2 separate regions of the Gossypium hirsutum genome follow, and region 2 is linked to region 1. Evidence: chromatin contacts called from public Hi-C data. All regions are on one chromosome and are shown on one strand. Each heading gives the region's core, a stretch centred on a gene start, on an enhancer-like site or on the middle of the called end of the contact. The rest is flanking DNA. Distances are from core to core; before and after follow the strand shown. Region 1 holds the start of LOC107928781 (mitochondrial adenine nucleotide transporter ADNT1). Region 2 holds the start of LOC107928768.

Region 1 (5,860 bases), core at 1,314-3,813:
ACAAGAATCTAAAAAGAGGGTGGTACAGTTGAATTTTTAAGCAAGGACCGCCCCCACCCCCCCCCCCCCAAAAAATATATATATATGTGGATGAAAATGGCACTATCCTAACCTACTCTTTATTTAACATCCATGAAATTCTCCCTTTCTCTTTACTCTATACTCATCACTATGATGTTCTTCAGGTTCTGCCTTAGCCTTTAACTATGTGCTCGAAATTCACTATCATCAAAATTTGTGGACCTCACCCCTTCCATCAAACTAGCCACAGCTTTTGCTTATAAAGAGAGGGCGAAAGCAAAAATATGATATGAATAATTTCTATCATCTATTTACACTTCTATACTTGTTATATATATGGCTATCACACATACCCATATGAAAATTATATACTAAAAATATAGAAAAGTGTCTAAAAATAACATACAATAAATAATAAAAATAAAATTTGAAATTAATTAATAATAACACATGAAATATATGTAATATTAAAATAAATAATATATTAAATTATAAGTAAAATGAAATTTAAACACGTAATACATCATATTAAGAATTCTAAATGTAGTACAATTATTTATCATTATATTATCATCAATCTCGAGTTAGTGTCAAATTGATTTATGATACCAGCTCAATCAATAACATTATCAATATATGCAATTGGAGGTAATAAAGTATGCATAATAAAATTAAACTGTATAAAAAATAAAAATAAAATTTAATACAATTGGCATGAATTCAAATCCCAACATAAGCATATTTTTTTATTGTTTTTTAATTAAAAAACTTAAACACCGTCAAATAATATAACTTACTTTAAATAAGAGAAGGCATTTTTGTAATTTCACAACCTAAATCAAGGGCTTAAATAATATTATAAAATAAATATTTTTGGCTAAGTTAGTGTCACCCATAATCGAGTCCCAACTCAGTTATTAAATTATCAGAATGTTATAATTTTGATAAAACAACTCATATTAATTTGAGAGCATTTTTATATTTTTTTTATGTGAACTTCTAATGATATTTAAACATGAGACACCCATAACATTTATTTTCTTAATTTTACCATTTCAACCAAAGTGTTATTTGGTTTTAAATAAATATATTATATAAAACTTTTCACTAAGTTTATGTCTTGAATTAACTAAATAACAACTCAATTAAAAAAAATCTAAAATAGCATTTTAACAAACAACAAATATTTATTTCAAAGGTGTTTATGTATTTTTTTAATAATTTACAAATACAATTTTGAACCTTAGGCTTTAATAAAGAAAAATTCAACCAATACTCTAAAATAATATTAATCTTTTTATATAGTGCTTATAAGTACTCATAACTTTTTTTAATATTTAAATAGAAAAATAAACACATTTTAGCTTATGTCCTCTATAATAGCAACAATGTAAATGACAACCGAGTTAAGACTCATTCAACTCAAAAAATATATTTTCCTTTTAATTAGAAATAAATTTATAAATATATATATTTTAAAAAATTCTTGTGATATAATCTAATAAGTAATAAACTCAATTAGTAAAATAACAAAAGTTTATGTGCATTAGTATTCTATTATCAACGAAAATTGAAAAGATAAAATTATTACATGTTTTAAAAAAATAAAATTAACTATAAAGCGCATGACAATTTCTTTAATTTATATTATATTTAAAAATTTGATATTATAAATCAAAATGATTAAAATATTTTTATATTTAAAAAATAACAAATACTTTTTATATTTTTATATAAAATTTATATGTAAAAATTTTAAATCAACTCTAGCTAAAATTTTATCCACATTTATCATAATTTAATTTTATTAAAAACTGTTATAAGTGCGAGTTAAAACGTTACATTGCGAAGTGCCAAATGACAAATGACAAATCGCAAATTGATTTATTTATTTGTAATTTATGAAATATTGAAATTTGATTACTAAAACTTGATATTAATGGAAAGGATATTTTGGATTTAGGTTATATTTAGGAAAATCATCCAAACATAGCAGTGCGATACGCAATATTTACTTAATGGAATAGAATGAGTTTAGGAAATCGTAATCTACTTCTGCCCTAAAATATTTAGCTTCTTACTCTTACCAAAATTCGTTAAAAGCTTAACTAAAAGGAATTTATATTTTTGGCAAACTTGTAAATTCGAATTAAATACTATCTTGAAAAAATAATTGCCAATAACGTATCATTTTTTCTTACTATAATTATATTAAATTCCAAAACTTTAAATTAATAAAAATCATTAAACAAGGTAAGATTCTTAATTAAAGGGTAACTCACAATTCTATTTTATAAGAAAAAGTAAGTTTTTTCGTTATTTAATGTACAATTTTAAAGATTCCAAACCAAGTATACTTGTGTATATGTTTGTATTATTATATTTTTATAATTCCTTGTATCAAAACAAAATCTTATAATTTACTGTAATATTACACTTCAAATTTATATCATATTCATATTAATTTTGGTGATTTATTTTTTAATCTTATTAATTAAAAATATATATATATATTTTTTGTTTGTTTGTTTTGAGAGGAAACGAGGGTTAGTTGTAGAGTGAAAAGAGAGGGTATTCTGGATATGGAAATTTCATTTATCTCCGCCAAGTTCCAGCAGTTATATATTTTTCTACAAGTACCCTTTTCTTTGTTTTTCTATCAACTTAGCCAATGCTTGCTCACTTTCACTCATTCCCCTAATCACTGCAAACAGGATCTCTTCTTCTTCTCCGATCACCGGTGTCTGCTCAGCGCCATATTTTGATCGGATAAGTTACGGTTCCAACGTTATATCTCTGTCTGAATTGCTTTTTTCCTCTCTTTTTTTTTAAATTTTATTTCCCAAAAAATGGCGTCTGAGGATGTGAAAAGAAGCGAGTCTGCGGTCTCGACGATCGTGAATCTGGCGGAAGAAGCGAAGATAGCTAGCGAAGGAGTTAAGGCGCCGAGCCATGCGTTGCTTAGTATTTGCAAGTCTCTTGTTGCTGGTGGTGTCGCCGGTGGAGTGTAAGTCCCTTTCTTTCTTAAGATCCGCTCTTTGCCTTTCCTTTTCTTTTTTTTTAATCTTCGACTAGTTTGATCGTGTTTTTTTGTTTCCTCCGATAATTTTTTGGTCCTTTAAGTTAATTCATCTATTTTTTTTTTGAAAACTTTCTTTTTCCTTCTTGTTTTTGCTTGTTCAACTCAGTATCATAATTTTCCGCTTTTAGAAAAATAATGTAACCTTTTTTTTTATATAAACTCAGTTACTTTTTCTGGAAAGCAGTGATTTTCTTAACAGGACTTGTTAACTTTGAAATTGGAAAATCGAAGTATGCTTCTTTTTCCTCTATTATGTTGAATCCAAGAAAATATGTATTTTTGGTTAAAATTTAATCACTCTTTATTTTTTTATGATGAAAATGTTCTTCAATATGTTTAATTCTCTGTTTTATGAATCTTTTACTATTGATACTCTAATTATGTAAAATATTGAATTGGGGTCTCTTCTTCTTTTGGTATTTGTGAATAAGGGATGATAACCATGTAAAGGTCACTGTTTGGTATTTATTGGTAATGATGTGGAAATTCTTGGAGATGCAAAATGGTTTTTTAAAGTAACAGTTACTTTGTCACTGAATTAACGTACGTTGATTCTTCAGGGGAAAAAAAGGCCTTTTTCATCATTTAGGATTTTAATAGGTTGTGAGGTGTTTTCAATATGGTTTCTCTCTGTTTGTATATTTCCACTCCCAGTAAGAGGCATGGTCGTTAAAATTCAGGGATATTGACTATGGTGCCATTTGATGCTTGGAGAAATTTGATGGTTACTTTTGTGGCCTTGCTGGTAGTTCACTGGAGGGCCTGAGGGATGGTTGACTCTTTTGATGTTGATAAATGAAGAATATATTCATTCCATTTTCTAAACCCTTTGCTTGCAACTTTTGTTGTCCTAAAGATGGTGGGAATGGTACGGAAGATCTGAGGATGAAATATTACCCTGTTGCCCTTTGGATGCTTTTTTTCATTTGACCTGATTGCACCTTCTGCTATGGTCATGGAATACTTTTGTATCTATATTGTATTATTATAATGTTTGACTTTCCATTTCCATTGCCAGCTTGCTTTACTTAGTGTATGTTGTATCTATTTCAGGTCACGTAGTGCTGTTGCTCCCCTAGAAAGATTAAAAATTTTACTTCAGGTAGTTTATGTTATCATCATCATTTGGTCCTTATCCATTAAGTTCTCATTTTTTGCAATGCTATAGTTTATAGCCAATGCCTCCTTGTTCTTCCTAGTGAAAGTTCAACATATTTTCTATTCTCAATTTTGTTACTGCTGGTGATAATCAGAGCTTTAACTACATTGTATATGTCCTAGAGTATTTCTATTATAGAGTAGCTGTTTCCATTTTTTTACAGCCTGTAGATTGACAGGATTTTCTTTCCGAGCCTGCAGGTTCAGAATCCTCATAGTATAAAATACAATGGAACAATCCAGGGTTTGAAATACATATGGAGAACTGAGGGTTTCAGGGGAATGTTTAAAGGAAATGGTACTAATTGTGCTCGCATCATTCCTAACTCAGCAGTGAAGTTTTTCAGCTACGAAGAAGCCTCTAAGTAAGCCTTGGCAGTTCCTTTCTTCACTATTAACCTTCAGTTATTACCACAGTACAAAGTTTGAACTAATCTCTTCCTTTTTGCTTCTTTCTAAATACAGGGGGATTTTATACCTATATCGGCAGCAATCAGGAAATGGTATGCCTTTATAATAGCACTATACTTGTAAATATTCTTGAGATTTGAAGCTGATTGTTACTATTCAATTTCATTTACTGTTGTGCAATTATTGAGGCAAAGAAGTACTGTACTGTTAGTGAACTTTGTGTATTGAATAACTAATTTTGTGTTATAAGAAATAAGTTCACTGGATGTTATTGACAAAGACTGTGCATCCCTTTCTGTCTGCATGTGGTACCTGTAATGTTGATGATCTTGTATTAGTTACCATGATGCTATTGTCTTTCTTAAACTAATTCATGTTTTCTCTGCCAAACATTGGTGCTGAATGGGGAAATAAATGGAATTTGTTATATGGCCCTGATTGGCAGAAGATGAGTTGCCTTTTCAGTGGTTATGGATGTTGTGCTTACCTACTTGTTACTTTATTGATTTTACCTTATCTTACAGAGGATGCACAATTCACTCCACTTCTACGCCTTGGAGCTGGTGCATGTGCTGGAATCATTGCCATGTCAGCAACTTATCCAATGGATATGGTACGAGGTCGTCTAACAGTTCAGGTATTTGTTTTGAGTTTCTGTTACCTTAATTGATATGACTTACGTCAGATAACTCTCATGCCTGAAGATACAGGCCTGCCTCTTGTTATCACTTTGGTGGCTAATGTTCATGTGTTATATTTGCAGACTGAGAAGTCGCCTCGCCAATATAGAGGAATCTTTCATGCTCTTTTAACAGTATTAAGGGAAGAAGGACCCCGTGCATTGTACAAAGGCTGGTTACCATCTGTAATAGGAGTTGTAAGTAAAACTCTTATGGCGTTGAAACCTGCACTCTTTAATTTCTATTGCACTTCAGGAATCTGCATTCAGATAGACGTAGACATCTGCTAGGATGATGCGTTCTGTTTCTAGCCCTTCCTAAATTTCTGCTTATGTGTTGGGTTCGTTATTGCACATAGCTGTTCATTGGCAAACAATGGTCTATTCCCTTTCACTTTGCATCTGTTTTGGCCTTCAATAAGGGAAGAATCATCTCCTTATGTTTGTATGCAAAGGCCTAAATGACTTTTATGATGTTTATAGGTACCTTACGTCGGTCTTAATTTTGC
Region 2 (6,044 bases), core at 1,557-4,056, 150 kb before region 1:
CATTATACAAAAATACGCGGATCCTCTAGCGGGTTGGGTCGCCTAAACGGCGCCGTTTTGAGGTCTCCAAAATCCCCCTAAAACTACGTCGTTTTATACCTATATATAAACTAATTTTTTTTAAAAAAATTTCATTCTTCCTTTTTGTTTTTAAAAAAACACTTTCTTTCTTTCCTTTTCTTCGTGCAGGCGCTCCTAGTCCGGTCAGGGCTCCGGTGAGCTGCCACCGCCCTCCGCCGCGTCTCCGCCGTCGGCGACCGCCGTGTACGGCGGTCAGAGGTAAGAATCTCTTTTTTTTTTGCGTTTTAATGATGTGTTTATTTTTTTATTTCTTAATATTGTATATTCATGCATATATGAATATGGAAGGGATAGATTCGACCATGAAATAGAAACGAAAAAAGGTAGAAGAATCACCTTGGGCCTTCAGATTCGATTTCTCAGGTTTTTTGATTTGATTTGATGCTATGTTCTTACTTTTGATATCACTAGAGTTGCTGCTTTTTTTGCTTAAAAAACTGAATGCCCTTTTTTGTATATCAAAGATTGCCAAAAAACATCTATTTTTGCTTGCCTTTTTATAACCCTATTTCTTTACAACTTGTTTTTCAATTGATTACTCTGTTCTTCTTGCAGGTACTTGGGCGGTGGATGTGACATGGGCGGTGCTGCAGGCGTCGGCTGGTAAAAGACCCCTAGGTGCGGTGCACCTAGGGTTTGTTTATTATTTTTTGATTTTGAGTATTGGGCTAACTTGGGTTTTGGGCTTCTGTTGTGTTAGTTGGGCCTACAAATTGGGCTTGTACAATACCCTTTTCTAAAAATTGATAGGATACTAAGAATTTCTGAAAATTCAAAAAATAAATAAAAATTTAAAAAACACATAAAAGTTCAAAAAATAAAAAATAAAAAATAGATAAAGTGAGAGAGGACGAGGGAAATATATATTTTCATTATAATAAAAGAAAAAGATTTGAAATATAATTTGGGTTTATCATTTGAGTTTTGAAAAATAATTTTAAATTTAACTTGAAAAAGAAAATTTTGTATTTTTTGGCTAAACAAATGGCATCAGAGTCAATTCAAAAGTCTCAAAAATATCAATTTTAGAAGAATTTCTTCAATATCATAGAACTTGACTTGAAGATATTACTACTAATTTGGTTCTGTTGTGTTATTAATTTTTTATTGGATTTTACTAAATGATTATTTCGTTCTTATATCACAATATCAAACAATCTTGAGCTTTACTACGATAGAATCTTGAGTTTTCTTGCATGAACATTAATTTTTAATCATATTTAATCTTTATATAAGATGAATATTTTGTTAAGAGATTGAAATTGATCTATTTTTTTTATTCGTTTTATGATTTTATGGCAACGCTAAATAGTTGTTGTTGTAATAACCTAGCAATAACTTGAAATTTTTTATAAAATTTTCTAGTTTTTAAATAAATTTGAGGTTTATTATTATTATTTATATATATAATTAGGGTTAATTGTCAAAAGTATAAATGAGAACTAAAATTATTATTATAGCAATTAAAAAAGTACCATTGTAAGCTACTTAATAGTCCAAGACTAAAAAAATAACTTTAAAAATATTAGTAATCAAATTGTATTTTTTTCTAATTAAGTGATTAAAACAAAAATTTATCGGGAATTAAACTGGTGTAGTATTAATGGTTTTTGCTAGATAAAAGTTCCCAGTCATTTGCTAGCTATGCATAGTGACCACATACATAAAGCAAATGAATACCCTTCAGTTCTAGCATATTATATGAAAGAAAAACCTTAATTTCTTTCCCACATTTCAGCAACAAAAACATGTTTTTTTTTTTTGGTAAAACAAAAACATGTTTTGATTATGCGACAACTATGAAAAAACTTAGACCACCTCATAGCAGCGACAATGGTGGTTTGAGCCATTACAGTCACTGGAGTAGGTAGAACTTATAGATCGCTTAATTCCCTTCCGGTAGATTAATTAACCAACAAAACGAGAACGCTAATCACGAAGTTTGGCCAACAAAAGATCATAAAGAAATGACTCAATCCAGTTCATTAATTAGATATGAATAGGTCAAAGTTCAAAACACCAAGTAACCTAACCTTAAGGACTAAAAGAAAACATCCTAAAAAAACTTCAAAATATTGTTAAAAAAATATCCACAAACTATTTGACTGCATCTTCATTGTGCAGATATACTATCAGTAATCTGTATATGCTTCTTTATAGTTTTTGTAATTCAAGCACATGAAATACCGACAGTGGAGGCTGCAGTGAATCTTTCGGATGCAGTTCTCTTAGCAACCAAGGCGTTAATCTCCGGCGAAAGCCCTCCAAAATCAATCTCCGGGACCTCAGGGATGGTTGTGAGCGAACCTGTCTTGTCGTAAACCACGTAGTAGTCGTCGTGCGATCTTTGTTTCAGCCACATAATGGAAGAACTCGAACTTTGTCTGAATCTAAACATGGATTTGAAGAGTTTTTGAATAGACCGAGAGAACTTGGAAAACTGCTTCTTGGAAACTGGAGGCGGAAGGGCAGAGGCGGTTGACTGTGGAGGAGCTCTGTCGACTAGATGAGGCATGGACATGGTTCTTGAATGGATTGCTGAGTCGAGTTGACGGTTGAAGGAGTTGAGTTCAAACGAGTCATAAAGATTGCTACCACAGTCCCAAACAGGATGCTGCTTGGCCTTCTCCTGGTTTTGACTTTGCTTTTGTTGTTGTTGTTGTTGAAGTTTTTCCTTCTTCTCCTGGGGATGGTGATTCTGGTATTGTGCTAGGGATTTCTCCATCTTGTTTGGTAAGAGGGAAAACAAAAAAGAAAGTGAGAAAACAAGAAAGGAGTTTGTGATTGACTGATTTTCCTTGAGGGAGTTGGTTTATGCCGAAGGGAAAAAAAAGAAGAAGAAAACGAGTGTGTTACCGCGTTCACGGATGTCTTCATATCAACCATTAAAAACGGAAGAAGTTTCCATGTTGCTAAGATTGCATTTATTCAAAGATGGTTGAGAGATATGACACTTCTTTTGCATACTAAATTAATTAAATTTAATTCTATTATAATTTTCGAGTTATATTTAAAATTCGTGGTTAATTGAACCCATAAGATGGGAAGAATTATTAAATAGTTTTTCTTATATTTAAGCTTATTACTAATTTGGTGTCTCGACTTGAGCACTACTTTAGTTAAAAAAATATTTGAAAATTATTTTCTACAAAATAAATTTTATTATGAAGAGGTTATTTTTTTCTTTTATATTTTAAAAATTAATAAAAAAATATAGTGAAATTTGAATCTAAAACATAATAAATCACACATATTTTAATTTTATAGTTTCGTTTATTTTTTACATAAAACTTTTAATAATTCACCCACATTCACTATACAAAAAATAATGTTTCGTCATATTTCAAAAATAAATCAACATTGATTTTAGGTATAATCTAGGGTGAAAATTTCATGACGTTTATACAATGAAACAAATAATTCAAATTTATTTTTTACCTTATGGTGACAAATATCTCAAACGTCATGATGTTTTGTGATGTTTATTTTTAACTTTCAATATTAGGGATGTGTCATAATCTACTTAAGTCAATGAGATTTTAGTTTATAACAAAATTGGGGCTTTAAAATTTTGATATCTCAAATTATGCATAAATAATGAGTTTGTTTAAGTTTAGCTAATTTAATTATTCAATTCATTAGTTTTAATGATTGATTCTAAGGTGAAAATTAAAAAAAAAAGTCAATATCAAATTGTTTTTAATTTTGTTTTTCTGGTTTGAATTAAATTTAAATATTTGGTTATCAAATTTAATTTGTAGTGATTTATTCTATAAATAATTAAAGTTAATTTTTAAATTTGCCTCCCTATGAAAGAAATCATAATGAAAAATAATTATATCTACGTATACCTCCGACATTGTTGATAGATTAATTAAGATCGAATGACTCTTAGATGAAGTATGAACACACGTTAAAACTTAATCCGGAAAAAAAAAACAGGGTTTCTAACTGCTGTGATATCATGTGAACTATGAATGCGAAGCCAGAAAGGTGAAATTAATTGAGGCAGCTAGGAGCTACCATTTTTATTTTGATTCCGTAATAATTATTGTTTTCACTAGTACCTGAAAATCTGATCTGGTTTGTTTGAAAATCATAAAGGTAAAATAGAATCCAACAAATATTGCATTGTGTTTTTAGTTAATTATATATGCAGAAGTAATAAATAATTTTTTTTGAAAGGACTAATATATAAAAATTTATTATCAACTAATTCCCTAACTAAGAAACTCTAGCTTTTACTTATTATAATTGTTTATAGTGGTCCCTCCATCAAAACGTCTCCTTTTCCAATATTTCCAATATATATATATATATGGAATAGAACTAGATTATTCCAGTCGTATCTAATAGATACTAGCTTCATTCCTGATCTCTTTTCAGTTTCTTTTGACTTTTTAAACTAAATCAATATTGTTTTGTTAAATTATGATTTTCGTCTTCTGTTATGTTGTATTAAATTTTAGTTTTTATGTTTTGATTTCACATAATTTGGTTTTTATTTTTTATAATATGGTTATCAATCCTTATAATTTAATAATTATATGATAAAAACAACCTTTTCAACTGTTTTTTCTTTTTCTGAAAGGGATATTATTAAAATAAATTCACACTATTATTTTAATTGACTTAACGGTGTTAGTTATATAGAGTAATGACATTATAAATGTAAATGGATCAAATTAAAATAAAAAAATAATTTTAAATTTATAGTCTCTTAATTGGGTATTACCTACTCTAAAAGTAATTTAAATTTAAATAATAGTTGTATAAAAAAAAATCAAGGTCATGCTAGTGATTGGGGGGTGTGGATATTATTATATTTATAAGGAAGCTAATTTTGTTTCATTGATTGTTAAAGCTATAAATTCTTTATATAATATATTATCTTTGCCCTTTATTTAATTATTGCGTTTATGCTTGGCTTTTAAGTAATAATAATTTATTGTTTAAAGATCAGATAAATTTTCATGAGAATCAAAGACCAAATGTCAGAACAAAAGAAGCCGTCGATTTGGAAGGAACTAGGGTTCACATATTAATTACACAGATTTAGAACAGTTCATGGTCCTGATTTTTTTACCAGTTGTGGGAAACCGGAGGAGGGAGAATTGGTTTGGATATCCTAACTTCATAGTACCATACCAATGTTTTTAAATACACCAATTAAAAGAAAAAGAGAGATGTGTAATTAATATGCTATATACACATATGTGGCTAAAATACATGCAACGATACAGACTTGCTATCTCTTCCTTTTTACATTTATTATCAATGGTCGTGCATTTATTTACATAATATTGAGACAACTACAATATGGTGAGAATTTTTGTAACCGTGAGAAAAATTGAAAAAGTAAAATTAAAATAATTTAAATCATTGGATGAAATTAATTTAAGTCATAAATTTATACGTATTATTAAATAAAAAGTCGCTCTACCCTAATTTTGCTAATTTTTTCTCTCTTTTTCCTATAAGCCAAAGGTCCCCAACGGTTCCTTAAAGGTGTTCGATGAAATTTCCAATAGAGTAGAAACAAAACTTCTTAGTGTTTGGAGCTAGGGTTTACGTTAAGAGAATCCTCTTGGTGCATATTAGTTGTTTTTGGCATGCGGGAGTTCTCTTAGTTCCTTGCTATTTCTTCTTGATTTTTTTGGGGGGGGATGGCTTGTTTTTCTTCATTTTCTTGTTGATTTTGTGTTATTTATAGCTTCTCGGCTTTGATTTTGTGTTATGTCCTTTTCACAAGCTCTGGATTGGAGGAAACTTTTTGATTCGTCTTCTGAGCAAAGTTTGGTGTTTTTTTCCACAAGAAGTCCATAGTGGTTCTATTACTATAAAACCTCCAGCTGAGGTATTTGATAAAGGGATTCGACGTTGGCATCACTCACTGGTGGCTCAATTTCTTGGGCAGCCTCCCAATTTTGGTTCTTTGCAAAAGTTGGTTGATATGCTTTGGA

What was found. Hi-C and Micro-C count contacts between places; a contact is called where the count stands out from the background.
Region 2: a contact with region 1 is called in a Hi-C map of leaf, with 2.0 times the contacts expected there. The contact joins the promoter of LOC107928768 here to the promoter of LOC107928781 in region 1. A contact is called at or near these places in 12 of 34 Hi-C or Micro-C datasets (anther, callus, hypocotyl and 2 more).

Annotation. Positions count from the first base shown.
Region 1 is chrA08:75,573,807-75,579,666 of Gossypium_hirsutum_v2.1, reverse strand. It overlaps LOC107928781 (mitochondrial adenine nucleotide transporter ADNT1), which reads left to right and starts at 2,563. Exons shown (of 9, transcript XM_016860046.2): 1 at 2,563-3,028; 2 at 4,157-4,205; 3 at 4,463-4,626; 4 at 4,727-4,764; 5 at 5,197-5,309; 6 at 5,436-5,549; 7 at 5,835-5,860. The coding sequence starts at 2,871.
Region 2 is chrA08:75,726,000-75,732,043 of Gossypium_hirsutum_v2.1, reverse strand. LOC107928768 reads right to left here and starts at 2,806. Exons shown (of 1, transcript XM_016860035.2): 1 at 2,252-2,806. The coding sequence starts at 2,806. The coding sequence ends at 2,252.